2 separate regions of the Gossypium hirsutum genome follow, and region 2 is linked to region 1. A link is a contact called in public Hi-C data. All regions are on one chromosome and are shown on one strand. Each heading gives the region's core, a stretch centred on a gene start, on an enhancer-like site or on the middle of the called end of the contact. The rest is flanking DNA. Distances are from core to core; before and after follow the strand shown.

What was found. A called contact is a pair of places that touch in the nucleus more often than the background predicts.
Region 2: a contact with region 1 is called in a Hi-C map of leaf, with 3 times the contacts expected there. The contact joins the promoter of LOC121220824 here to the promoter of LOC107886701 in region 1. A contact is called at or near these places in 2 of 34 Hi-C or Micro-C datasets (both in leaf).

Annotation. Positions count from the first base shown.
Region 1 is chrA03:104,149,686-104,154,640 of Gossypium_hirsutum_v2.1, forward strand. LOC107886701 (NAC domain-containing protein 83) reads left to right here and starts at 2,561. Exons shown (of 3, transcript XM_016810752.2): 1 at 2,561-3,334; 2 at 3,602-3,882; 3 at 4,074-4,602. The coding sequence starts at 3,151. The coding sequence ends at 4,379.
Region 2 is chrA03:104,332,536-104,337,490 of Gossypium_hirsutum_v2.1, forward strand. LOC121220824 (cysteine-rich and transmembrane domain-containing protein WIH1) reads left to right here and starts at 2,375. Exons shown (of 3, transcript XM_041100398.1): 1 at 2,375-2,638; 2 at 2,864-3,074; 3 at 3,210-3,364. The coding sequence starts at 2,590. The coding sequence ends at 3,258. LOC121220823 (a long non-coding RNA gene) reads left to right here. Exons shown (of 2, transcript XR_005918028.1): 2 at 1-62.

The DNA.
Region 1 (4,955 bases), core at 1,311-3,810:
AAATCAGGGAACATGGATTAAATCAAAATAAAAAGGGTTGAAAAACGAAGATGAACAAAGAATGAAATAAGAACATACCGTAGAAAATAAGAACGTAAGAAGGAGAGAAATTTGAGTGAAAGCTCTCAAAAAATTTTATTATTTCCCAAAACTCCAGTGTGTTTACAATGAAGGGAGAGGCCTCTATTTATAGTTGAACCTCCTCAAATCCAACGGTACAGATCAATTACATCAACAGTTAAGATTAAAAGGTATCTACAAATTAAATCTCTAAAATTACAAAATCATATCTTCTAAGATTGCATATCATATCTAAGATTGCAATCATATCTAAGATTACATATAATTGAAGATTATATTTCCATATGAGTCAAGCTTGTAGATGGACCTTAAATCTTTTCAAGTAATGGGCCATTCCGATCGAGCCAAATTATATTTGTAATTTTGGACTGAACTTGGACTTCATATTTTTTTGGGTTTATTATTTTTGTTTTTGGACTTATTTCTGGGCCCGAGCAAAATTGAGTGTCTACACGTATTATATTTTTTATATAAAAAATTTAAAACATAATACATCAAAAACACTAAAAATATTAAAATAAATGTTTCACAATAATTTGAAAATAAATTTAAAAAAGTCTTTAAACTTAACTAACACTAAGATAAGTGCAACTTAACAAGTAAATGCCTCTAAAATAATAGCAAAATTAAAAATAAAACAAGAGTTATACAATATCCAAAAAAAATAGTAACAAATGAATGCAACAAAACAATGAGAAAACAACAGCAAAACAACAATTTTTTTTTACAAATTTGGGCCGGGCTAGAGCAAAAAATCCTTACCCAAGACTCGGCCCATTTTCTAAATGGGCCTTATTTTTTTGCACTAACTCATTTTTAGGATTTATATTTTTGTCCAAACCCTCTCACTTTTTAAATGACCTAACCCATGGAGAGCTTTAGTTGAAACTTTCACAAATGACTTCCCTTCTTATAAGATCGAGCATTTTGAATAAGATGACAACACTTTTGCATTTCCTTTTCCCCTTCTTACGAATACGTTAAATGTTGTTATTGACGTATTCTTAATTTCTTATCCTATTCACCATGTCTCATAGTTTTTGGGTTAAAAATTTCAAAATGTTTACTTAGACCTATTCATGAATCAGGTCATGCTCGAGTCCTAAAAGTTTTCAAGTCCAAACCCATTTTTGCTTGGCCCACCTAAAAAATCCATTTCATTGTTCAAAAATTAATAAAATATTATAAATATGTATTTTTATTTTTATTTTATAATTAAATTTAATTTAAAAAAAATATTTTTATCATTTAAATTAAATTTGAGTCAGTCCAATCCTAAATACAAAAAGCCTTGTACAAGTCGGGTTCAACTACTACATGGACATGTCTATTAATTTACTTTATGAATTGTAACAAGGTCTCTCCAAATTTTGTGCTATTAGATTGGTTCATATTAAATCAAATTTGAATGATTTTTTTATTTTTAATTAGATTAATTATATATAAAAAATATTTTTATGTAAATTTAATTATAAAGTATATAAAATATTAGAATAAAATAATTTGTAAATAATGATAAAAACTCTGAATCAACCCGATTTGAGTTGGGCTTAGACAAAGTTTTTTTATGTCTCATACTGTGCCAACTTGAATTCAATTTAAATAATAATAAATATTTTAAATTAAATCTAGTTACAAAATATTAATATAAAAATATTTTTAATATTTTTTTTTTAACGGTGAAATGAAATTTTTGGTAATGGTGGGCTGAAAATAGTTTTGGGCTTGAATGTCTTTGTAACTTGAGCAATGAGTCGGCTTGGCTCAACCAATAAATAAATCTAAGTAAATAACATCATATTTTGAATTTTTTTTAAAATTTTTAAAATTTTTCATATATTTTAAAATAATTTTTACTTTTAAAAATTTAAGGAGCTTTTAATTTTTCATAATTTTTTATATTTTTATTGAAAATACATAAAAAAATTTAATTTTAAATTTATTAAAGAGAAGGGACCTAATTAGCATAAAATTGTAAATAATGAGGGCTGCAAAAGTTATTTTATTTTATTTATAATAGTCAAATCAATCATTTTAATGGAAAAATTGGCAGAGAAGTCAATATTTTTAAATTAAAAAATATAAAGATTAAAATTTAAATTTAAGAATAATATAGAGACTTTTGAGATATTTAAAACTTTAAAAAATTAAAGCAAATGATAATAGTTTAATAAACATTTTTTAAAAATTTCTTAACTATATTATTGTTTGTGTGAAATTACAAATTTTTTAAAAATATATAATAAATAACTTAATTAACACATTGCAATGTATAGGTGAAAGAAACTCACCATTGGCACGGAGAATTAGATTAGGTTTTCAAAATTGAGTAAAAAATTTGCATAGCATGATGCGACCAAAATCTCAAAGAAAATCGAGTAAAAAGCGAAGGCCGCGGATGTTGACACATTTCCTCAAACCAATTGGCCATGAATGTGTCAATGAAGGTTAATTGGGACCTTTACCTCACCATTAAATTGAAGTCCTTTAACTAGGTGAACTCCAGCTGTCTCTCTGCAAACTCACAACTCTGGATTTACCTAAAGGGTGCTGACACAAACAGGAAATAAATTTTTAGTTAATATCAATTTGGACAACCATGGAAGGAAAAGAGTTAAACAGCTACGGTTATTCCCATTTACGCAAAGGGTTCAAGTCGAACACAACAAAGCTTGAAGTTTGGAGGCATTGGGTTCCGTTTAGATTAAAAACATCAACCTTTTCGAACACACCTAAATTTATTTTAACTTATTACTTAGCCCAAGGAGGTTGAGTATGGTTTACGCAAAATAGCTCGTCCTTATTCTTTTCCCCCCTTTCCCCCCTCAAATACCCGCCTCTCTCACACGCATAACATACAACTTTTCTTTTTCTCTTTTCTTGTTCTTGTTCTTGTTCCCCTTGTTGATATTCTCTGTTAACTTTGAGGGACTAGTATAAGAAGGCAATGTGGGATGGTGGGGTTGTAGGCTCGATTTGGAGTTTGAAGTCTGCCTTCCTTCCGGTACCCCAACTCTTGTTGTTGGTTTTCAGGTGCTTTTGGGACTAATTGGTTGCCTGTTTTTGAGGATGATGGAGAAGCTTAATTTTGTAAACAACGGTGTGCTTAGATTGCCTCCTGGATTCCGTTTCCATCCTACTGATGAAGAGTTAGTCGTTCAGTACTTGAGAAGAAAGGTGCTTGCTTGGCCCTTACCTGCCTCTATCATACCCGAAGTTGATGTTTGCAAAGCAGATCCTTGGGACTTGCCAGGTTGGTTACCTTAATTACACTTTCACACCTCACTCTTTCAAAGTTGCTTCCTTCTACTATATACCATTATAAAAAGCAAGCAGCTTGTTCTAGGTTGTTCTATAGCTCTGGAATTGACTTGTTGTATCAATTATGGAAACAGCCTTCTGTAATAGCTCTGAATGTAACTAATGACTGTTACACAATTAGAAGCCTTTAGGACAAAATTAAAGACATAATTAGATGGCCTGATACATTGGGGTCTATGTTGTGTGTATTATCAATCAGGTGATTTGGAGCAAGAGAGGTACTTCTTTAGCACAAGAGAAGCCAAGTATCCCAATGGGAACAGGTCCAACAGAGCCACGTTTTCAGGATATTGGAAAGCCACAGGAATTGACAAACAAATTGTAAGTTGTAGGGGCAACCAAGTAGTGGGTATGAAGAAAACTCTTGTTTTCTATAGAGGAAAGCCCCCACAGGGGACTAGGACCGACTGGATCATGCATGAATATCGCCTTGTTACCGCTGACACCTGCAATGCCCCACATAAGAAGAACCAAACTCAGGTCAATTTTGGGTCTTTGCTCTTTACTGCCTGTACCTATAGTTGTGAGCATTTTTCATAAGTTAAACATCTCATCCCAACCACATTTCAGAACCTCTGGAGTCGGGGAAATGGCAGTACATTGTTGTTTTAATGATGCTATGTTTGTTGGTCAGTCAAATTAATGATTTGTATTAAAGCCTATGTATGCAGAACCATGTGGTGGCAGTGGAAAATTGGGTGCTGTGCCGCATATTTTTGACGAAAAGAAGTGGTGGTGCTACTAAAAACGAGGAAGACAGTCTGCAATCTAGCAACGAGAAGGGAGTTGGTAAAGCAAGGAGAAAGAGCCCTGTTTTCTATGAATTCCTGAGCAAGGAGAGGACGAACCTAAATCTTGCCCCAGCATCCTCCTCATCTTGCTCCAGTGGGATCACACAGGTTTCAAATAATGACACGGATGACCACGAAGAAAGCAGTAGTTGCAATAGTTTTCCTTATTTCAGAAGAAAACCTTAAAAGCCGCATTTCACAAGTACCTGATATCATAAACCTGAGAGGTTAAAAAGTGGGACATGGAGCACTACATGATTGCCAAGTGGATGCTAGACAGACTTAGGACGGCTTACATTACGTCTTGATTTTCATCCATCATTGACTCAACAAATAAAAAAATATATGCCGACCAAAGTTGCTTGTAACAATGGTTTTACAATCAGCTCAAGCTGTTGGGAGTTCTTCACGACAATTTTGTATACGTAAATATTTCATTTTCATGACAAAAGAGAAAAATAAAAAGAAAAGAAAAAGGTTAAGCCAAATATTGAACAAAACCATGTTGCTGTAAAAAGATAAAAAGAATAAAAGGAAAACAAATGCTAAATCCAAAGGACGTAAATTATTTTGGTGAGAAAAGAAATAAGGAGAGATGAATTTAGATATAGGGAGAGAGAGAGATTACAATAATTAGAGGTTAGCACAAGGAGACATATTTTACTCAAAAACACAATAATTGCAGCCTTTGAGGTTTCCCTACTGCTCCTTAAAACCCTCATCCTTTGACTCTCTACAAAAGAAAAAACAGGCATAACAAAA
Region 2 (4,955 bases), core at 1,125-3,624, 180 kb after region 1:
TGCATCCAAGTAAGTATTCTCTAGAAAAGTGAAATTGTAGATTAGAAATTCAGCTTTGGTTTCTTGACCGGGTGTTATTAGGAAGTTTCCAGTTTCGTCGGTTGTCTTTCTATCAAATGATGTCCACTCTAAGGCGTGTGAGGATTAAATTTAGCCACTTGTTATGTACGTGTGGCAGAGAGAGTGACATCTTTCTCTCTAACATACAAGGACACAATCATCTACATACCTAAATTTATGTTTATCTATTAGTTAAAAATTTTGATATAAAAAATAGATGTGCTATTTTTAAATTAGGGTTATTATTTAAATAGAATTTTAAGTATAAAATATAAAAAATTGTGATAATTATGAGTATAATTTAAATTACAGCTATTAGTTAAAAAATTAACATAAAAAATTTGTGTTAATTTTATTGATGGAAATAAAGGTATCACTTGAATAAAATTCTAGGCATTTTAATTATCAATCAAGTAATATCTAAGAAAAAATACCAATAAAAAGAAATGGGTTAATATTAACAAACTAGAATTATATATAAAAAAGATGGAGCATTAAGCAATGGTTCTTTGAAGAAAGAATATAGGATCATATTCAAATAATAATGATACCAGAGAGAAATGGAAAATTATTGTAATTGATAATGAGATAATATAATTGCTGAATGTTTTTGTTGTGTGTCTTCTTGACGAGGGGAATCGGGTATTTATAAGATATAATTACTGTTGATCGAAATGACGTCCTAGGTTGCTCTATGCATGCCAATATATATACTGCTCTAGACTTAACACGTATTTATCGTACCATGCAAACTTAGCTCCCGAGCTCTCTCTGCGAGCCCTTAATGTCTTTGTCTTGTGGGGCCCAAGTTCCTTTGCATGGATAGTTTGTTCGGGGTTATGTCCGAGTTTTAGGTCAGTAACAGGAAATACTATAACAATAATATTATGTTTTGTAAATATCTTTTTGTATGTTGTTTATATTATGTGAAACAAGTACTTTTAAATGTGTGGGGCCGAGCTGATGATCTTTAAAAATTAAAGCCTAAACTCAACCTATATTTTAAAATGAACTTTTTTTTTTCTGTTCAAAGTCATTTCTCAGCCCTCTTACTTTTATCCAAACCTTCGTATATTCTATACGTTTCATAAATAGATCTAACAGTATTTATACCTCTAACTGGATCAACACGTGGGAGCAGGAATCGATGCCACACATACCGTAAGTTGGAATGATCAGAAGTCATACAGGTATTAGATATAACTTAAACATATCAATTACCAACCTTTTCGTTTGTGTCAACAAAAAGGATATCTACTACGATAAATAAAATCAACAATGTTCATTTTGTCTGTTTTCCATGCGAATGCCATCTTCTTTAGTTATTGAAACAAAATACTCTACTTTCTACTTCTTTTTCTATTGATTTACGTAGTTAATTATTTATCTTTCTAAATTATGGAGTTAAATTTTAAAGGTTATAATTTATTTAAAGTATTTGTATTCGTATATTTAGAATTTAATCTTCATATTTTTATATCTAGGAATTTAGTTCATTTACATTTCAGATTTAAAATTTAAATTTATTTGTTAACATTGTTAAATTATTTTGTTAAATTTTCTAGTTTGATATTTTGAAATTAAAAAAAAATTCACTCAATACCGAATTGTGTCAAAATTTAAAGTATATAGAGTAAATTGAAATTTAATCATTCTTATTGTTGAGGGGAGTTGGTCTCATACCCTGAACGGGGTTTGTCTCCTGTACTCCAAGGAAAGCCCAATTGGGTTCACGACAAGCTCAAAAGTAGAAAAACATATCAGGTCAAGCTATATTGATAGTGGAATTAAGAGATCGAAGCACAAAAATTCTAAAGATTTGGGAGTAACCTCATAATTTTGTAAGGTTTTTTTGAGAAATCTAATCCTACAAAAGTGAAGAGGAGACTTTGAGCTTTACCTTGGTGATTTTGGATTGGTAGTCTAATGCCGAAGAAGACATTGGATGATCATAGTAGCGACGGTGAGAAGTGGTGACTATGGGTAAGGAGAAAAACAAAGAAAATAAGAAAAAGGATGAAGTATCCCTCGACATCGTTCATTGACAGGACAACATTCACCAATAGTGGTTTGACAAAGAAAGTGATAACATTTTTAAGAGAGGTGGTGGCTAAGATTTTGAGTTAGGAGGGAAAAGATGAAAAAATAAGAAAAAAAAAGGGAAAAAAGAAAAATTAAAGAAATAAAAAAGAAATTAGAATATTTCGTTCAATTTTAACGGTGGAGTGATTAATGTAGCACTGAAAAAATTAATAAAATAAAAAGTTTAAAAGATATATTCTCATATAAATATGAGATAGATGTAAAGGAATTTAAAAGATGAGATATATTCTTAGGTAATTAGAAAAATAAAAAATCAGAGTGGCATACATCACTCGCGGTTCCCTTTGTTTTTTCTTTGTTTGTAATATTGGGGAACAAGTTTGGAGGAGGAGTTGTATTCTTTAACTAAGGGAACCTTCCTACTAAATTTCCGCTTCTTTCACTACTTGTTATATCCTGAGCGCAGTGGAGTCTAAATTTGAAACAATGAGTTATAACCATCAGCATGTTTCTCATCAGCCCCTAACCCCCTCAGGTTGCTGCTCTTCCCACTTGCTTCCATTCTTCTTTCTTTTCTTAATATTATATGTTTTGGTTATTTTGTTGGTTCAATCGAATGTTTTAGTGATACAGGGCGCCTAATTGCTCCTTGTTTTACTACTGGAACAACTCAACAAAGTTTATATCAACATATATCTCTCTAAATATTCATAGTGATTGTTAATGAGAATATTCAACTGACTGTTATAGTGCAAAACAGGGCCCTGTCCTCCACCAGGGCCAGACTTCCCTCCACCGCCAACTCCAGTTGGATATACCCGTACTCATCATTCGCCCTCACCACCACAACCAGGCTATCAAGGTTACTGTTATGAGGGCTACCCTTCATCATCACCTGGGCTGCTTCCTCCACGCCTGCCTCCTAGGAATGATTACACTCACAATGGTTGCACTTCCTTCCTGACGGGGTGGTATGGAATCTCTATCTCTGCTTTTTTAGATGAATGAAGCAATGCAATTTCCATTGAGATGTTTATGTCTTTATGTGATCTCATCTGTTATGCTAGATAACCATGAAATCTTATAATCGGAGTTTGTATTTGCAGTTTGGCTACTCTTTGTTGCTGCTGCTTATTGGAGGACTGCGTCTTTTAACCATTATCTGTCTGGATTGATAATTTTAGGTTACGATTATTGTCAACCGGTGGAATGGATTCTACTCTGAAACTCTTTTATATAATTATGGTAATGCTTTGGTGAATGGATTTGTTTTGGTCGTGAAAAGCTTACGAGTATAACCTATAAAGGCTGGTAGAGAAGAGAACCTAGAAACCAGTTCTTTATACTATATCATGGATATTTAAAATAATTTTGAATAATTATACATAAAATATAAATATTTTTAGAAGGTTATTAGCCTCAATTTTACATTTTCCAATCAGCTAAATGAACACCAAAAACACAATTAAATAGAAGAATTTATTTATCGCATAAATTATCAATTATATGCCATCGCCAACCTCATCAAATATCATTCTAAAAAGCATTTAGAACAACTAAAACCATGAGAAGATATTGATTTGGGGTGGGGATTAGTGTTTTTGATTTTACAAAAATGTTGGGCCTAGAGGATCTTGAAACTATTGACTCAACTCAGATTCATTGAAAAGATGAAATAACAAGTTCATTCATCTTCTCCACTTTTCAGTTTCCCTTGAAGATGTTGTAGCCACTTTCTTGGTAATTATCACGAGCTCATCCTTGATCATATAACAAGATATACAGAAAATTATTACTGATCAATTGAAGGTATTGGTGACATTGTCCAAGTAAAAGTAAAATGCTAGCAACATAATGATGATTTTACATTTCGACATTGCAATTGAGTTCTACAATATTGAGATGCTCAAAGTCCGATGAGGAAAATTGGTGATGTCAAAACCTTATGAAGCATTTCAAAGCAGGGGGTGAGTGTGCTTGATATCTTTTGAAATTTTTTTTTTAAGGTCTACTTTTATTTCTAAAAAAATAAAAATGGGAGTCGCCACCGATCCTTTTTATTAGATGTGATCGAGTCACATCATAATTTGATCGTTTGAATGTTTTAATAAGATGTTCAATTTATTAAAACAATATTTTTTTGATCTATAAAAATTTAGAAAACGGGTTCGTGAGTCGGTTACATATGAGAAAGGATTAGCACTCTCGTAACGCCCAAAATTGGTACCTAATTGATTAATTCATATTTTAGCATCGAAAGTTGAAAATTTGAAAATAGTTTAAAAATAGGATCCTTTTTGTATTAATGTTAATTTTATTTAAAAAAATATTAAATAAATCGAAATGAATATTAAAGACCCTCTTATCTCGAAATAACTAAATGTCACATCTCATAAGTTAGGACACGACATCTTGAATCCTCGAGAATATCAAAACCCCATAAATTAGGATACAACTTCTCGAATCTCCAAATATGAAACTTTGCCTATTTTTAAATTTTCCATTTTTAAAATGTAACAAGTGTAATATTTGAAACGATGAATACTTATCTTATTTAGAGTATAGTATAAAAACAACTAATTATATCTAAACATAATGTATGATGTAGTAATGATGAATCAATATAAAATGGCTATATAGATAGAATATTGGAATGATAAAATATAAATAAATAAAGGTATACTTTAATAATAATATCAATTTTAAATATTTAAAAAGTGTAAGAATAGCAAATAAATAATAAATAGATAAAATAAATATAAATAATATCAAATTTAAATATCTAAAAGGTAAAAGAATAACAAATAAATAGATAAAACAAATATTAATAATACCAAATTTAAATATTTAAA